2 separate regions of the Hordeum vulgare genome follow, and region 1 is linked to region 2. A link is a contact called in public Hi-C data. All regions are on one chromosome and are shown on one strand. The core of a region is the stretch at or near the end of the contact, and the rest is flanking DNA. Distances in the headings are between cores, read along the strand shown.

Region 1 (2,806 bases), core at 126-2,625, 800 kb after region 2:
ATTTGCATATCTATCAGTAAAATAAATAAATAAAGAGAGAAGACACTTACTTGGCAGCTTGCTCGGGGAAATACTTCCCAGGCTGCTTCTGCCTTAGGGTATGCAGGTCTCCTCCAGGGCAAAACTCCATCACCAAGCATGAGAATTTATCAGTCTCAAAGTGCGTGTACAAAGTCGGAAGAAAAGGATGGTCTAAGCACTGCAGTATCTCTCTTTCAGTCTGGGCTCTGAGAAGCTTTTTGCGGCCAGCTAGAGATGCCTTGTCCATGATCTTCATAGCAAAGTAGCATTTCGTGCCACTAAGCTCTGACAAGTAAACACTGCCAATGTCACCACAGCCAAGCCTCTTGAGCAGCCTGAAGTGACTCAATCCTAGCGAACCTTCTTTGGTTCGGATCACCTGAATCGCCTCCCACCTTGAATCATTGGACTTGTGAGGCTTGCTAGCACTGCTGCATATACTGCTGCAGGTGCTATCATCACTGACATCACTGCCAGCGCTGGCCCGGTAAACGCTGCTCTTCCCGCTCTGGACCAAATCGGCGTGGCCGCTGACCTTGGTGCTGCCGCTCGCCTTTGTCAGGCTGCTTGCTCCGTCGCTGAACTTGGCAGAAACCGAGCTATCCTTGACGCTCCCTCGCAGCGAGCTCTTCTCGGCGTCTTCGTCTTCGTCCAGTTTCACAGAGCCATCAACGGAGCTGCAGTCTTTATCTTGCTCTTTGTCTCCGCTGGACGCGGCCACATCACCTGGCGGGACCGCTGCTCTCGGTGAAGCAGGCCCCGATTTGCCTGCTCCGCCAACTTGCTCTTCGGACTGCCTCCTGGAAGGCGCGGCCTCGGAGGACTCGGCGGCGCTTTTACTGCATTGCTCGTCAGCGACTACTTGGGCAACGGCCTTGGACGCCATCGCAACAGGGAGTCGACCAAGAAGCTGTCCCCTAACGGCGCCGGCATGACCCTCCTCCTCCCATCGCCGCCGCGGTCGACCGATCAATCAGCGGCCGGAGCGGTGAAATCGAGACCTATCACAAGGGTTCGCCCCGAATTAGATTCAGCGAAAGCGATGCGGGTCGGTCGCCTAGCGAAACCGACGAATCGGGAACCAATAATTGCCGAATTATTAGCCGGACGGATCTGGCTGAGATCGAGAGGATCCCCTCCTCGCGGGAGGAGTCCGGCGGAGGGTGGGGTGGAGTCTGCTTACTGGTTAGCCGTCGCGCCGTAGGAGAGAGCTCGCCGCCAGCGGGGCTGGGGAGGGGATCGAGGGGGGGCGCTTCCTTCGGCTTCGGGGGGGAGGTGGCTGGCAGCGGAGGGGGGAGGACGAAATGAAAATCGATGAGAGAAACCTAAAAACGAGAAAAACGAAATAAAGAAGACAACCAAAAAAAGAAAATGGATTGAGGGGACGGATTGAGTGTATGCCTGGCCCCACTTGCCGGGCTTAAGTGACAGTGAAGACCTTCCCCTTCAGTCTACCGGATCTTACATTTTTCTTCATATAAAATATTATAATATTATAAGCTTCCCTGCCTCGTAAGCGTGCATCTTATCTCCATGGACGCCTACGAGATACTGAACCGATAAAACATGTTAAAACTAACAAATTCATCATTTACTTGATGAGAATGTCTCTTTTCACGGAACCAACATGTCAATGAAAAAACATTTCCCTTACTAAGTGATTTTGGTGTACATGAAAATGCGGTTGTAATCTAACCTTTTGCTTGAGCAATACAGAACAATACGGGTATATTCGCAAGTTATGCAAGACGATTAGATAGCGCTCTAAAAGGAAAATACTAAAGAAGGTGTTACAAAATTTTGGGTTGTAGGGAAACTATATTATTAAGAAGAGGTTCGCTTTGAAATGTTTAAATGCAATCATTACCTAGACAAACCATTTTGCACCCGCATAGTCTTTCTAGCTCTCGAAGAGTTCTTAATCTATTCTCTAGAGTCTAGAGCCTTTGTTATTTCATACTTATTAGTTTTGGGGTATGTAGCGGTAGTACCACACCTTCATAAAGAGCAACACTCTTGCTGCTAGGTCAGTAGTATTACTCTATGTTGGTGCGGAACAGTGTGATGATATGTGTAAAATGTATTTATTTATTTATTTGTTACATACTATTATCACATCACTAGTACATATTTTGGTAACATTTTATATTATTTTTTATTTAGACTAACATATTAACTCACTGCTAAAGGACAATTCATGTTTTCTATTGTTTTAGAGCTTTTACGTGAAAATTTCACGGGGCCGGAATGACCTGAAAATTTTTGTGGATATTTATGAGAATTAACAGAATTTTAGGCGAAGGAATCAACGTGAGACGACACCCAAGGACCCCACACGGGTAGGGGGTGGCCACCTCCCGGTCACACCATGGGCACGCGTGGCCAACCCTTAAACCGGCTGGAGCTCTTATTTCGTCACAAGAAAGCTAATAATTTACGGCGAAAAGTCACCTCAAAATTTCAGCCCGATTGGAGTTACGGATCTTCGGCTATAAAAGAAATGGTGTTCGGCTAGAAAATAGGAACGAAAACAGAGAAAAAAACAGAGAGAGATGCAATCTCGAAGAGGCTCTCGCCCACCGGAGCCATGGAGTCCATGGACCAGAGGGGGAATCATAAGGAAGAGCAAGAAGGAGAGGTCCTCCCCCCCCCCTCTCTCTCCTAGTGGCGTCGGAGCACCGTCGGGGGAACCATCGTCACGGCGATCATCTCCATCAACTCTGTCGTCTTCATCAACAACTTCATCATCGTCCCCCTCTCTATTCAGCGGTCCACTCTCCCGCAA
Region 2 (2,810 bases), core at 188-2,687:
GTGCATGTTGAATTGTTCTGCTTTTAGCACGGGCAATTACAATGTAAACAAGCTAACATGAAATAATAATTTTGAATTATGAGTAGTTCTTTTGTTTCTCATACTTTCATCGGTTTCTTAATGGTATAATGAAGTCTAACAACAATATTATTAACTGATGATATTAATAATTGATAACGATTATACAATCAAATAATCAGCTCACATTTATCTGCCAAAAACTACAATAGCTCCTTAAGAGATTTTGTTCTGTACTGCATATTTCTGAAGAGACAACACATAAACGTCACAATGTGATTTGCAGAAGCAACATCAGATAGAAGGCCAAGTCAAAACAGACTTGGAAGTTTCCAGTTTGCTTCAAAGGAAAGCAACCATGTTGACCACAAGGATGTGAAAGGGAGGTAATCGTTTGTATAACTATTGTTTCTTCACTAATGACTACTATCCCAGATACGTCATGTAAGTGGATCATATCAACAAAAAAGATTGTTGAGGAACCAATCATTAAAATTGGTGAAACTATTATTTCCATAAATATGTCATTGGGCTCTGATTTGCGCAAAGTGCAACGGAATCCTTTCGTGGCTACCACAAAAAAATGCCAGTTAGAATGGGATTTTGGCAGAGGTATTTGCATGTTTTTATTCCTCCAACACGCCTGGAAGCGTGTCGTTTTTATTGAGAAGGTGGATGATGTCAACTAGGAACAAGGTGTAAACAGATAGTATGAACCTTCTAAAATTAAACTTAGGTGAAAAGAAGCATTTGATAGGGTGATTGCTCGTTAGAGAGTTATGAAGTTGTAACTGGACCTGTAATTATGGGCTTTCACACGGTGGCAGTGCAAAGCAGAACATGAATCATTTCAATGCGATCCAGTTTAGGCGGTTCATCAGGATGCCTCCCTCCCCAGAAAACGGCGTGATCTGACCACGGGAATCTCCGGAGACACGTGTATTTTGGTACACCTTGTTCATGGCAGAGAACACGGAGAGACCAACCAACCAACCAACCAACAGTAATTTGGCGCTGATCCCAAATCCAGGCGAGCTACGGATGGATCGTACGAGGAGAAGGAAGAGCCCTAGCCGATTCCGGAAGGGCGGATCTCCACTCCACTCCACTCCACTCGAGCCGAGAGAGACTATGCGGGGACGAATTGCTCGGAGAGGGTTCGATCGACAACCGCGTCGCGAAGGGGATGGCTCCGTGGTCGAACCAACGATGGATCGTGAGGGGGACGGGGCGGGAGGCTCACCTTGGCTGGGATGAACCGAGAAGGGGGGGGGGGGGGGGGCGTGGCCTCCGGATCTGCGCCCGCTCGTCGGTGCTGCCAAAGCTTGCAGTGGCTTTTCTGGAACGAGAATGAATGGCAGCCTCTGGCTTGGTTGCTTCGTCGGCCGGCTTGTGGAGGAAAGCAACGGCGACAAAGGAAATGCCGAGGTGGGCCGCGGGTGGGCTCGCTGGGTATCGAGGTGGGTGGGTGAACGCGTGCGTGTGCTTTGCTCTTTGTGCGACGTGGCGTGAGAAGCGGGGAGCGGAAATGCTTCGAGAAATTTGTTGGCGCGGACACGTAGCGCTACGGGAGTACGGTACACGACGCGAGGCAAGGCCAGGTCAGTAGCTCACGTGCGACCACGGCGCGTTTCCCGGTCCTTAGAGTACAACCCTCAAAACCCTTAAATCTAAAAATCAGTTTTAAGGATCGAGAATTGCCCATTTTTGACATTTTTAAGGGTTGAAAAACAGGGGCAAAGACTAGAAACCTCAAACCCAACTCTCAAAATCGGTATATAGCCAGGACCGCGCGCGCCGGCTGCTGGCGCTCGTGCGCTGCTGCTGCCGCGGCGCCGCCGCGGCGAGTTCCTTCTGCGGCAGGGAGAGGGAAGGGGAGGGGCGGCGGGCGCGGGGGCGGGCGCGGTGGGCGCGGCGGCGGGCGGGACGGTGGGCGGGGCGCGACGGCGGCCTGGGCGGGCGGGGCGTGACGGCGGCCATGGCGGGCGCGGGGGCGGTGTGACATCCTCGACTTTTGCTACAGTAATTATTGTAGTTAAGCTACAGTGATCAACCGCTAATGATGCCACGTCATCGAATTCCCATCTCAGACCCGCGTTGATTCGAGTCTGTCCGGATCCAAAATTTGAAAGCAAAAGAAAAGTACTTTACAAGTTCATTACAAATAATAAAAGAATATGTATATGAAAGAAAGAATTAAAAGTATGTATAATAAATTGTAAAAGAAAGTATTTAAAAAGAAAAATCAAATAGAAAATAAATAATGAAAGAAAGAAATAAAAGAAAAGGGAAAAGGCAAAATAAAACAAAACAAAACAAAAAAAAGAAAGAAAAAGCAACCCCCCGGCCCAGCTGGGCCACCCACCGGCCCAACCGGCCGAACCCTAGCGCCTCCCACCTCCTGGCGAGGGAGCCCCTCGCTACTCCCTCCCCTCCCCCTTAGCGCCGCCACCCTCCCAAGCTCCCCTCGCGGCCCCACCCCCCACCGACAGCGCTCCCACCTCCCATCTCTCCCGTAACTCCCTGCCCACGAGACCCCCCACCCCACGCCAGATCCCCCACCGAGACCCTCCCTCACGAGCCCCCCACTCCCCCAGATCCCTCCCCACCTCGCCTCCCACCTCGGCTCCCCTCCAGTCGCCCCCCTCCCTGGCCGGCGCGCCTCCCCCCCGCCGGCGAGCCGATCCCCCATCTCCCTCCCCTGGCCGGCGAGCCCCCCCCCGCCGGCGAGCCGTTCCCCCACCGGCCGCTCCCTAACCAGACCCTCGCACGACCCTCCTCTCCACCTCGCC

What was found. A called contact is a pair of places that touch in the nucleus more often than the background predicts.
Region 1: a Hi-C map of leaf shows a contact between it and region 2, with 4 times the contacts expected there. The contact joins the promoter of LOC123452031 here to the promoter of LOC123398509 in region 2. A contact is called at or near these places in 2 of 6 Hi-C or Micro-C datasets (both in leaf).

Annotation. Positions count from the first base shown.
Region 1 is chr5H:366,109,457-366,112,262 of MorexV3_pseudomolecules_assembly, forward strand. LOC123452031 (serine/threonine-protein kinase D6PK-like) reads right to left here and starts at 1,376. Exons shown (of 3, transcript XM_045128602.1): 1 at 1,205-1,376; 2 at 51-1,022. The coding sequence starts at 907.
Region 2 is chr5H:365,306,460-365,309,269 of MorexV3_pseudomolecules_assembly, forward strand. It overlaps LOC123398509 (long chain acyl-CoA synthetase 8-like), which reads right to left and starts at 1,438. Exons shown (of 12, transcript XM_045092970.1): 1 at 1,262-1,438.